Linked DNA regions of Gossypium hirsutum: regions 1 and 3 are each linked to region 2. Evidence: chromatin contacts called from public Hi-C data. All regions are on one chromosome and are shown on one strand. Each heading gives the region's core, a stretch centred on a gene start, on an enhancer-like site or on the middle of the called end of the contact. The rest is flanking DNA. Distances are from core to core; before and after follow the strand shown. Region 1 holds the start of LOC107898450 (protein RGF1 INDUCIBLE TRANSCRIPTION FACTOR 1). Region 2 holds the start of LOC107899508 (dnaJ homolog subfamily C member 28). Region 3 holds the start of LOC107899506 (RING-H2 finger protein ATL73).

The links. Hi-C and Micro-C count contacts between places; a contact is called where the count stands out from the background.
Region 1: a Hi-C map of leaf shows a contact between it and region 2, with 1.6 times the contacts expected there. The contact joins the promoter of LOC107898450 here to the promoter of LOC107899508 in region 2. A contact is called at or near these places in 3 of 34 Hi-C or Micro-C datasets (all in leaf).
Region 3: a Hi-C map of leaf shows a contact between it and region 2, with 4 times the contacts expected there. The contact joins the promoter of LOC107899506 here to the promoter of LOC107899508 in region 2. A contact is called at or near these places in 10 of 34 Hi-C or Micro-C datasets (anther, fibers, leaf and 1 more).

The regions. Positions count from the first base shown.
Region 1 is chrD04:39,899,308-39,903,352 of Gossypium_hirsutum_v2.1, forward strand. LOC107898450 (protein RGF1 INDUCIBLE TRANSCRIPTION FACTOR 1) reads left to right here and starts at 1,284. Exons shown (of 3, transcript XM_041091499.1): 1 at 1,284-1,778; 2 at 1,852-2,085; 3 at 2,296-2,995. The coding sequence starts at 1,596. The coding sequence ends at 2,493.
Region 2 is chrD04:39,756,885-39,760,467 of Gossypium_hirsutum_v2.1, forward strand. It overlaps LOC107899508 (dnaJ homolog subfamily C member 28), which reads left to right and starts at 1,776. Exons shown (of 3, transcript XM_016825240.2): 1 at 1,776-2,158; 2 at 2,766-3,099; 3 at 3,188-3,448. The coding sequence starts at 1,875. The coding sequence ends at 3,274.
Region 3 is chrD04:39,972,969-39,976,803 of Gossypium_hirsutum_v2.1, forward strand. It overlaps LOC107899506 (RING-H2 finger protein ATL73), which reads right to left and starts at 1,758. Exons shown (of 1, transcript XM_016825238.2): 1 at 764-1,758. The coding sequence starts at 1,657. The coding sequence ends at 845.

The DNA.
Region 1 (4,045 bases), core at 34-2,533, 140 kb after region 2:
CCTTTTATAAATATACTTTTAATATTAAACTTTTCTTTCAATCACATGGTTGTGATATAATTTAATGTTCTCTAAAAATTTTTTTCTTTGCTTTGTTTTTTTTCCAGCAAAATGTTATTATAAAGCAAACCCCTCTTTAATGGAATGCACATACTTTTGGTCCATGATTGCTCACATGAATATTATTATTATTTATTTATAAAAGAAAACAAAGAGGGCAAAAATTGAATGATATCCCTAGAATCTCATAGTTAACTTAAAGTTGTTATGCTAAAAAATAAGATTCTGATGTGATTAGCATTACATCTTAACTTTTAGGATTATCAATATCTTTTTTAAGCTAAACAATGTTTTAAAAATTTTAATTTCAAATAAATTCTTAAGACATTTTCCTTATGCAGTGCAGTGCTGGAAGCCCCAAAAGCAATGTGGAGCTGGCAACCCTACAACTATTTATTATACTAATATAAAACAGCTGTGTATTTTATTTTCCCCCAATACGATAAGAAGAAGTTATACGTTAAGCTTCTTACTTACTCCCTAAATCTGATATGATTTCACTTGCTGCCTAAATTAATTCTTAGTAAATATGGTTTGTGGATATAAAAGCGAGAATGTTTCATAAGTAGATAAATCTCAATTAATATAAAATCATATGAAAAACCAAGTTATATTTTCAATTTATTCTTTCATTGATGTGCCCCTTTTGTGACTCATGTCTCCTTCCCCTTATGAGAGGTTCATCATATGGTTTTGTTGTCAAATTAAAATTGACTCTTCCCACACATTTTAATTTGAAAACCTCGATATGTTATTTTTAAAAATCTATGAACATCAACCCTCAATGTTATAATCACAAAATGTAAAATTTTGGCAGTATCACTTCATTTATGAGTACTATTAATAGCATAAAATATATTATTGTGTCATAATTCCGTACTTTTTCTTTTATTTATGGTGTAATTAATTAATACAATAAAACGTAATTACTTAATAATAATAATAATAATAATAATATAAAAATCCTTTTTTAATTTCCAAATCCTTTGCCAAAGCGTGCCGTTTCAAGGGAACCCTGTGGAAAGACCATCATTTCGCCATTTTTTTCTTAAAAGAAATTATTTTTAAAAGAATCCAAAACAGTGGGACCCTTTATTTAAAGTAGACCATGGTGATTAAGCCACGTGGAGGGCTGCCCATGTGGCGGAAAGTTAGGTGGTGATCAAATTGTGTGAACAGCTATTTCATTGAAGCTTCAGTTGCGTAGCTAAGGGGGGGCCGACCTTGTGCCTACGTAGAGACGCAAAAGAAGAACCAAAAGTAGCGTAAGCGCCAAAGCCATCCTTGTCTATTCCATCCAACGGCTGTCCAAAAACTTCAGCCACCACCATCGATCCCATCCGTCGACCCCTTTGCTGCATTTGTTTATCAGCCTTGTCCCTTAGTCCAGGCGTTGTTTTTGTTGGTTGATTTCTAAGTTGCGATTTCTTGTTACCCCTTTTTTTCTATCTTTCTCTTTTTATGCTTTGCATTTTGATCCTTTGGCTACACCCCCATTTCTGATCATTGCCATTGCCATTGCCATTGCCATTGCCATGGCTACAATGCTGGTGCCGCCATGGCTAGAGTCATTGCTAAGTACGGCCTTTTTCACAGTTTGCAGAAGTCATGGAGATGCAGGTAGGAGTGAATGCAACATGTATTGTTTAGACTGTAAAGGAGATTCATTTTGCTTTTATTGCCGTTCTTCTAAACACAAAGATCATCAAGTAATTCAGGTAATGCTCCAAATTTGGTCTCTCATTTCCATGATGTAAAAAAAAAAAAAACCATGTTCTGAACACGAACTAGTTTGTGTTTTGTCAGATAAGGAGATCATCATATCATGATGTAGTGAGGGTTACAGAGATTCAGAAAGTGTTGGATATAAGTGGGGTACAAACTTATGTGATAAATAGTGCCAGGGTTCTATTCCTGAATGAAAGGCCTCAACCAAAATCTGGGAAACTAGGAGTTTCTCATTTATGTGATATCTGTGGAAGAACCCTCTTGGACCCTTTTCGTTTTTGCTCATTGGGTTGTAAGGTTAGCATAAATTAATCCCTCTTAATCTTCTCCATTTTGCTTCACATTATCATCAACATATATCCCTCATTACATGCATATATATAGACATTACCATCAGAACTACCACACACCACATTGATCATCATTATCAATTTCTCACTATAGATGCTTGGATTGAGTAAACAACACAATGGGTTTTTAATCTCATTCATAATATTAACTTAGCAGCTTGTAGGAATAAAGAGGAACACCGGGAATGCAAGTTTTAACATAGAAGAAGAAGGCATAATAATATCAAAGGAAGAAGAAGAAGAAGAAATGCGAGAAGGGTCACAACGAGACATTAACCCTTCCACGCCTCCCCCACCTCCTTCAAATGCAAGGCGAAGAAAAGGAATTCCTCACCGAGCACCTTTTGGGTCCTAAAACCCAACTACTATAAACTATTTTATATATGCCAAATATTCCTTTAATTACTGAACCTTATATATTTTCCTTTTGTTTTTTCAAAAGAGAGGGTACATTACACTTATTTTGGGTTTTTAATTTGTAAAATTTTCCTAATTAAAGGGAGATGTTAGGGTATTTAATTTGGTTAGGAAGTCCCGAAAATAAAAACAAAAGGGCAAGTGAGTTTTGGGTTTTTGGATTGGGGAATTGGGTCCCATTTTACAACAATTTCTTCCATATAAATATTGTAAAGAAGGTCAATAATGCAAGGATTTAGAAACGTTAATTATTGATAGTTGCAAGGTGCACATTGTAATTATCATGAAATTCAAGGGGAGAGTGGAATCCGTGTTTTTATAGTTTTCATGGCTCCACCAACCCACATGGGACGTTCACATAAAGAAACAAACTTTCTTTTTCTTTTTTATCCTTTCTTTAGTTTGTTAATTCGTGAAATGGCTAATCAACGTTTCTTTTTAATTTTCTATTTTGTGAATCCATTCGATGTTTTTGTGGTTACTCCTTTTTATCACTCTTTTTTCTTTTCTATTCTTTTCACTTCAATAAGTTTTTTTCTTATACAAAAAAACTTTTACAAGATTTACAAAAGGGAGCTATAAGAAAATGTCAAATTTAGAAAGGTAGAACACAAATATACAGAAAAAAAAAAGATGGTTAAATGTTTAATGGACACTATGGAACCTCATCCATTGTCATTATGCAACCTCCACCATTCTCATTGATAACTATGATTTTTTAAAAAATATTTTTAAAAAGTTTGATGTAATAGCTATTAAAAAGGTTTTTTTTTTAAATAATGATAAATTATTTAGTATATTGTTAGTGGAGTTTTTAGTTTTAACAAACATAGTAAAAGGGTTGATAAGTGTTCTATAGGGTATAGTAAAATATTTAAAAAAAATATTTTTTAAAAAAAGAATCACATGACAATTTTTTAAAGCTGCTTGTGTAATAAAACAAAAGTACATTGTCAATGTATCAAATACTAGGACTAAGCAAAAAAATCAACCAAACAAAAAATCGACCCGAACCGAGATATTTGAATGGTTTATGGAATGCAAGTTCAAAAATCATGGTTACCTAGAACCAAATCGAATTATGCTTTTTTATTAATATATAACTAATTTTAATTTTTTATTATCTTAAAAAAATTTACATTTAAAATAATTTAAAAATTCTTGAAAATTCTTGTTTTTTAGAAATATTTATGAAAAAGACCTTAAAATTTTGTCAAATAATATCCAAAAGCCATAAAGTAAAGCTCATTTTATCAAAATAAGTCTAAAAACCAAAACAAAAACTTAATATGGAAAAATAGAGAATGAAACCGAGTCGAATCATATTATGATGGACAATTCAAGACATTTAAAAAACCCAACTAAGTCGAACCAATATCACCCCTACCAAATACTAACCCAAAAGTGAAATGTCTATGTTAAACCTAATGTTGTAATATAGAAAATTAGCATTAAGTGACATTCAAATTCATTAATATTATAATATATGG
Region 2 (3,583 bases), core at 526-3,025:
ATTTAGGACCTATTTAGTAGTGCTTAAAAAATACTTTTGGCTCCAAAAATACTTTTGGCTCCAAAAGCACTTTTGGAAGAAAAACTATGCTAAACAAGAATCTTTGGGCTGAAATTTTTGGCTTTTCAACTAAAAGTTTTAGCTTTTACTCTGCAAAAAGCACTTTTGATGCTTAATTACTTTTTCACCCCTCCAATAACATAGTACTTTCCTTTTTTTTCTCGGTGTTTAATTACAAATATGTTAAAATCATTAATTAAAAATAAAAAAAATATTTTTTTAAAATACTAATTACAAATATTTAATGATTATATTTAAATATTTAAATATAGTTTATATATTCTAATTAAAATTGATAAATAATTAATATTTATTACTTAAAATATTTAAAATTTATATTTCATATATTAAAATATTAACAAGTTATAATAATTTTTTTTATATTCTTACTAAATTATAATAATATTAACTAATTTAAATATTATTTAAATATATATTTATTACTTAATAATAACATGTTTGAAATGAGACAATTTACCAATAAAAGCCATTTTTTTCAAAAATTACCGAAATGATCCCATTTTTTAATTATTTACTGGAATGGTCATTTTTCGGGGAAATCGCGTCCACGTCAGCGCGATGTCAGGGTACGCGTCAGGAAATCGCATCCATGTCAGCGCGAGATGCTGACATGGAAGGAAATCGTGCTCTCAAGGACGCGATTTCCTTCCACGGCAGCATCTCGCGCTGACGTGGACGCGATTTCGGCCCACGCGTGAACAGTACCCTACGGTCAAAAAAATAAAATACCGGGCCCATTTCGATAAATTTTAAAAATATAGGGCTTTTTTGGTATTTTGAAAAAATAAATTTTGAATCTTTTTGTACTTGTATTTATTTTTTTAATCAATTAACTCTTCAATATTACATCAATAGCAACAAGTACAAAAAAGATTCAAAATTGTTACCAACAAGATTTGAACCAATGTATTAAGGGAAAAAAGCAAGCATCTTAACCAACTAAACTAAACTAATTAATTGACACATTATAGAAATACTGTTATTATCTTAATTATATTACTTACGTTCTAACGATTTATCGGACCTATTCCATACACGTGTCAAATCAGAAAAAATAATACAACAATTCTGAAAAAAAATCCGGTGTTTACTTCAAATAAATAAGGAAAATAATGATTTGAATGTTTCAAAATTCAATTTTAAACCGAAAAAATCTAAATTTAGGGGCAAAAAAGGATCTTTTTTGATGAAAACTGCGTAGATCTCAAAAAATTATTTGAAATAAAAAAATCGTCTCAATCGGACAACCGAGCGAAAAGTTATGGCCTTTCAAAGTTTTCCAAGCTAAAAAACATAAACTGTTCATCCACGTCAGCAAATCGTGTCCTCGTAGGCGCGATTTGTGTCCACGTAAACAAAGCGCGCTGACGTGGACGCGATGTTCTGACATGTCCCCTGACATCGTGCTGACGTGGACGCGATTTCGGAAAAATGACCCATTCCAATAAATAATAAAATACCAAACCTATTTCGATAAATTTTTAAAAAATAAGGCTTTTTTTAATAATTTACCCTTTAAAAATATTTTCGAAAAACATTTTTTTACAACTTTTTTTTAAAAACACTTTTTAAAAATATTCCCAAACTAGTTTTTAAACCGCCTCACAAAAATCTAAGTAATTTTATATTTTGGGAAATTTCGGTAGAAGGAGAAACTACGTATTCGCTGAACATTAGTGGCAGTATATTAAGAAACCACGTGGCATATTTGAAAAGTCCCCAAACATGTCCCAATAATTAGGGAGTAAATTGCTAGAACTCTCACCATCTGACCATCTGCGTTTCAATCATCCATGGCCACCAGGCTAGCGAGAAAGCTGCCATCATCGTTCTCTGCGTTTTCCTCATCTCCGATTACCAAATTGACGTCGGGCATCTCACCTCCGTCGATGAGCCATGGCGGACCCGGACTCAGGTGTGCCTCGTCATCCTCTTCCTCATCAACAACAACGACTGGATCAAATTCTTCATCTTCTAAGCGTGAGAAGAAGATAACAGACTGTCTATCAGCCGTCATAGACGCCGTCAACGACCGTAAACTCCCTACCGAGCTCCGCGGCCAACGCAACAAAGTTAGGTATGTATGTATGTATGCGTCTATTTAGTAGATTTTTTTTTCTAACTATATGAATTTAAAACTCAATTTTCAACTAAAAAAATTGTGAATTTCTCAAAATTCTAATTAAATACCGTCAAGTTTTCATATTTGCCCTCGATTATTTTGAAATCTTCATGATTCTTTCATACTAAACGATAAAAGCGAAATTGAAAGAACTCTTTTTGGGATCAAGGGAAAGTATGAAATTTTGCAGTTTGAAGGTATGCTTTGGATTTGTTACAATTTGTTTTCTCCTTTTTCAATTCTTTGAAAGTTATTTTTTTATTGGTCACTAATTCATATTACCTGGCAAGGGGCTATGCAATTAAGCTTTGAAGGTTATCTTCCCTTTAGAAATGGAGTTGTGTGTGCTAGTCGTTACCTGACTTTAGCTTCATTAGTTGAGTGGTGTTGGCTTCGTATGTTTGAGACCTTAAAAACTGTTGAATTTGGTGTATGATATGCTTTTGAAGAGATGACGTTCTTAGTTCAATTATTCGAATTCAGTGTTAAAATCATAATAGTTTCAAAGGTTTTTTGGGTTCTTCAATGAGATGAAGTTGTGTCATGTAATGATTTCAAACAGATCGGAAACCGACATCATCAACGTAGTTGAGCAAAGAATATGGCATTCAATGGAAGAGGGTCAGTTCGAGAATTTAGCAGGGAAAGGCAAACCTCTTAACCTTAACACAAATCCTCATGCAGATCCAGCTGAAGACACCCTTTATAGGATACTCTCGAAGAACGGATGTGCTCCCGAGTGGGTAGAACTTAACAAGGAGATCAGGAACAAAGTATTCGAATGGCGAGTCGCTTTGAAGAAAGCATGGACAAGCAAATGCAATGGAAATGATGAAGAAAAATGGATTGAGCGTTGTGAATCGTTGAAGAAGCAATTACGTGACATTAACGATAAGGTAAAACGCAATTGTATTCTTTCCTATGTTTAGATTTAGCTATGTGTCTCACGACTCGAGCATATCCAAATGGTGTTTGGAGTTGCAGGTTTTCCGGTATAATTTGATCGTTCCGTTCGGCCGCCAAATGTTCGGATTGAAATGGGAAAAGGAAGTGGCCCGCCTTGAAGAATAACTAGTATGTTTTCTTCTTCAAGTTTTTGTTGATGTAGGCATTTTTAAATGTTGGTCGGTTTTTGAGGATCCCAAAATCTCAATTAATTACCGGATTGAATAAATTATGACTTGACATACGTCGAGTTCAATGACCCATTTGAAATGAGTAGATGACATGGGAGTTGGGGTTTCACCGTCCGCTAGATGTATTTTTTATTAGAATATATTTCTTTTTATTTAACTAAGACCTTTTTTAAATATAATTTAGGTCAAACATAAATCCCATCAAGCGTGGATATTTTGTTAAAATTTATTAAACCTTTTAAAG
Region 3 (3,835 bases), core at 508-3,007, 220 kb after region 2:
CAAAATGTTTAAATTGGGTTTTCATTTTATTTTCATTTGGTATCTTCCATGTTAATTTTATGGTCTATATTCAAGGTTCATGGTTGTCGCTCTTAACAATATTGTTATCAAGGTTTAAACTTGCATTCTCTATTTGGGTATACAATGTACCTTACCATTGAATTGGGTTTCCAAATTATTAGTACAATATCATTCAGGCTTTTTGTCAACCTAACTATTAGTGTTATTTTTTTATCATTACAAGGGGAAGGGGAGGAAAAATGACAAAATTTGAACATGTTTCGTCTAAGTGCTAAACAATAGCTTTAACCATTGCTTCAAGCAAGTCTTAGTGTCAGCCTAATTGTTAGTTAAGACGTTAAATTTCTTCACGGATATGATTTAAAACATATTAAAAATATGTGAATCAAATTTTAAATGCATTTACACCTATAATGAGCAACTTGAATATGACGTGTTTAAAAAAAATAATCTTAAATTTTAAAAACACGGTTTTTTTTTACTTTATGTCTAAGCTATCAATGTGCTGAACATATATGTTTAAAGTAGATCTAACATATTTTAAGTATGTTACATTAAATCCAAAATTAATGCAGGCTAGCGTTATGATATGATCTTAATTAGAATGTTTCAAAATGTAGAAACTAATTTAGAATTTTGGCCAGAATGCATGTGGCAACATATTAGAATATTTTTTCCGAACATAGGGCTTGGAAATTTAATAAAACAGAGTATAAACATGATTTAGGATTATGAACCTGGATGAAGTAAATTTTCAAATTAATCTAGTATATGATGGAAGCAACAGAAAGCATCAACCAAATTTTTGTTTCCAAACATCATGTTAATAAGGAAGAATTCCATAACTGGTTCTACTCCTACCTACTCGCAATTGTGAGAAAGACCTCAACAATGAAGACATTCGATCCAACTGTCTCATAGATGGAGCCTTACAAGAATTGCTCTTCCACAAAATCATCTTTGATGTTGAAGAAGAAGCATCTCCACTGTCATCTATTAAGTTAATGTATATGTGGAACTGATCCATTGACAAGGATCCCTTCAACCCTGTGATCACATGTGTTTTACTTTCTCTAGGGAACACCAGGGGCAGACAATGTCTTAACAAAGTATTTGACTGAACCCCGGAAGTTGATGCGGCCTGATCGCCACCTTGTCCGATGTTTCGAGCCAAATACGGAACCCTTTCTCCTCCAATATGGTTGGCCGGAGGCGATTCTAAACTAGAATAGTCTACAAGTGTTCGACAAATAGGACAGGTAGAATGTGCCAAAAACCAATTGTCAATGCACGGGACATGAAACAAATGCCTGCAGTTTGGCAACAAGCGGATAGTCTCCCCTTCCTTTAGTTCTCCCAAGCAAACAGCGCATTCAGTTTGATGAGTGCCCAATTCTTCATCTTTATCCCTGGAGAAAGACAGGATTGGAATTGTTTCCAGGATTTTATGTTGAAGCCCAGTTGGTATGGAGGGATTTGTGGCATCATCCGGTTGATCTCCCCATCTCAGGCAGTATTTGACAAGTAAAAAATGGTATACAATTAGTGCTAGACAAGTGGCAACTATGCCGGCCAAGGAAATCAACAAAGGAGTCAGAAAGGACCCTGAATCTTGAGCACCATTTGCAGGATCCATGGTTCACCATCTACGGGTTTTCTTTCAACTTTACAACTTGTGGTGGTAACTTTAAAAAGATGAAACATGGACAAATTGTAGTGTTTTTTAAAACAGCTGAAACACTTTGGTCTTCTATCAAGAGAAGTTGAAGACTTGAGAGATTACAAGTGGCATTCTTCGATAGTGGCCCACGTGTATGGTATGTAATTGGCCAAGTGTCACTTGATTGGTGGAGGATGATTACGTTTGAGGATATGATGATATCACAATTCATATCTTATTTTATCCTACCACCCTATTTAAGATATAATAATTAAGATAATATGGGCCTACGTTAGATAATGACACCAAAAAACTGAGTAATAAATATTTTATTTTCCTAAACATTTTAATGTTTGAATTCATGATTAATTTATTTAGTTTTTAAATATCAAATAAATAACATATCACAAAATAATTTTTTGCTTCGTAAAAATAAAATAGCATTTTGGAAATTCAAATTTAAAATATATGAAAAAAAAGTATCCTCGATTTTCTCAAATAAACTTAACATATTTAATGGATCAAGGTAGAAAGTTGAATATATTTTCTTTTTAGTTTAAGTAGTAAGAAAAGTATAGATAACGAAGTTTAAACGAGTGATGCACAGAAGATTATCTTTTAAGAATCTATGATAAAAATAATTATTCTAAGATAACGTAATGTCGTGCAAATTTTGATATGACACGTTGTAGGATTTTGGGCTCGAACATCGAAAAAATTATTCAATGACTCAAATTAGAAATTTTATAAAAGAAATTTGATATTAGAGTTGAGAATATGTAAAAAGAATTTAAAAAGTGAAAATCTGACAAAAAAAAAAGAACTAAATAAAGTAAATTTTGAAAAGTATGAGGACCATTGTGCAACATTACCCAAAAGTGGAAAAATATGAATTATTATGGATAAGTTATCATGAAATAAATTGGACTATGATTCGGTGGGATGAACATAACTTTTGAGACTAAATTAAAATTTTTGAATATTATAGCGACTAAATTGTAATTTTTATATTTTATCGAAAAAAGAGCTAAAGTGCGATTTTCATTACTCATAGAGTTATTATAAATATTTTTAATGAATTATGAACTTGATTTGGTCTAACTATCAAATTTTAAGAAGAAATCACTAAATTTGACAAAAAAAAAGGTAAAAAGGTAATTTTGCCACAAAGGATAGTTTGATCAATTCTCGAGATTTAATGATGACAATAATATTTCAATATTATATTTGATATCCAAAATTATTTTGAATCGTTAGAACCTCTTATTAATGAATCAGGCCATAATTTCACAAAGTTAGGTTTGTAAAAATTGGGTCGAGGCCTTGGGCCCTTTTGGGGGTCATTTTAAATTGGAAAATACCCCCATCAACAAAGTTCTCTTCTTTCTTAACCAACAAAAGCAACCATGGCTGCCCTCATCTTCTTCCTCTCCATTTTCTTTATTTTCTTTTAAAATATTTACCTCCCATCTTGAGATAAAATTAAATATTCATGAAATCAATTTCCTAAGCTCATTTTCTTCATCATGTCCAGCCATGGCAACTTCGAATTTCATGGTTTTTAGTGAGATAATTCATGGCTAGAGAGAGAAAGTTTTAATAAGGTAAAAAATATGGTTTCCTACACCTATATTAGTTTGATTTTTGCTATGGTTTGTCATGAGAAAGTTTAGAATGAATTAATATTAGTTATTGATTATATTTTTTATTTGTGGAAAATGAGTAGATTGTGATTAATGGATATTAAAGCTTGATTTATGGTGAAATAAAGCTTATGAAGACTTGATTTAGAGTTGTAGAGCATCCAATGAGGTAAATATGTGGATACTCATACTCATCCTAAGTTAGTAAGCTTAGGAATCATGAAATTAATGTTATAATTAAGTGTTTAATGGTGCTAATATTAGTTTGAAATTTCATGAAATTATGATATGAAATAAATATTAAAATGTGGATTTGTAATTATATAGTCATAAAGTGTTATGTTAATTAAAAGTATGATATTAAGAATTTTCGGGTGCCATGGAAGTATAGGTGGACGTGTATAAACCATGTCATTATTATGTAAAGATTAGATAAGACCACTATGGCTAAAAACATGTTAATGTACAAAGTCCTGCTTAAAGTCAACAAGTGTCAATACAAGCTTAAAAT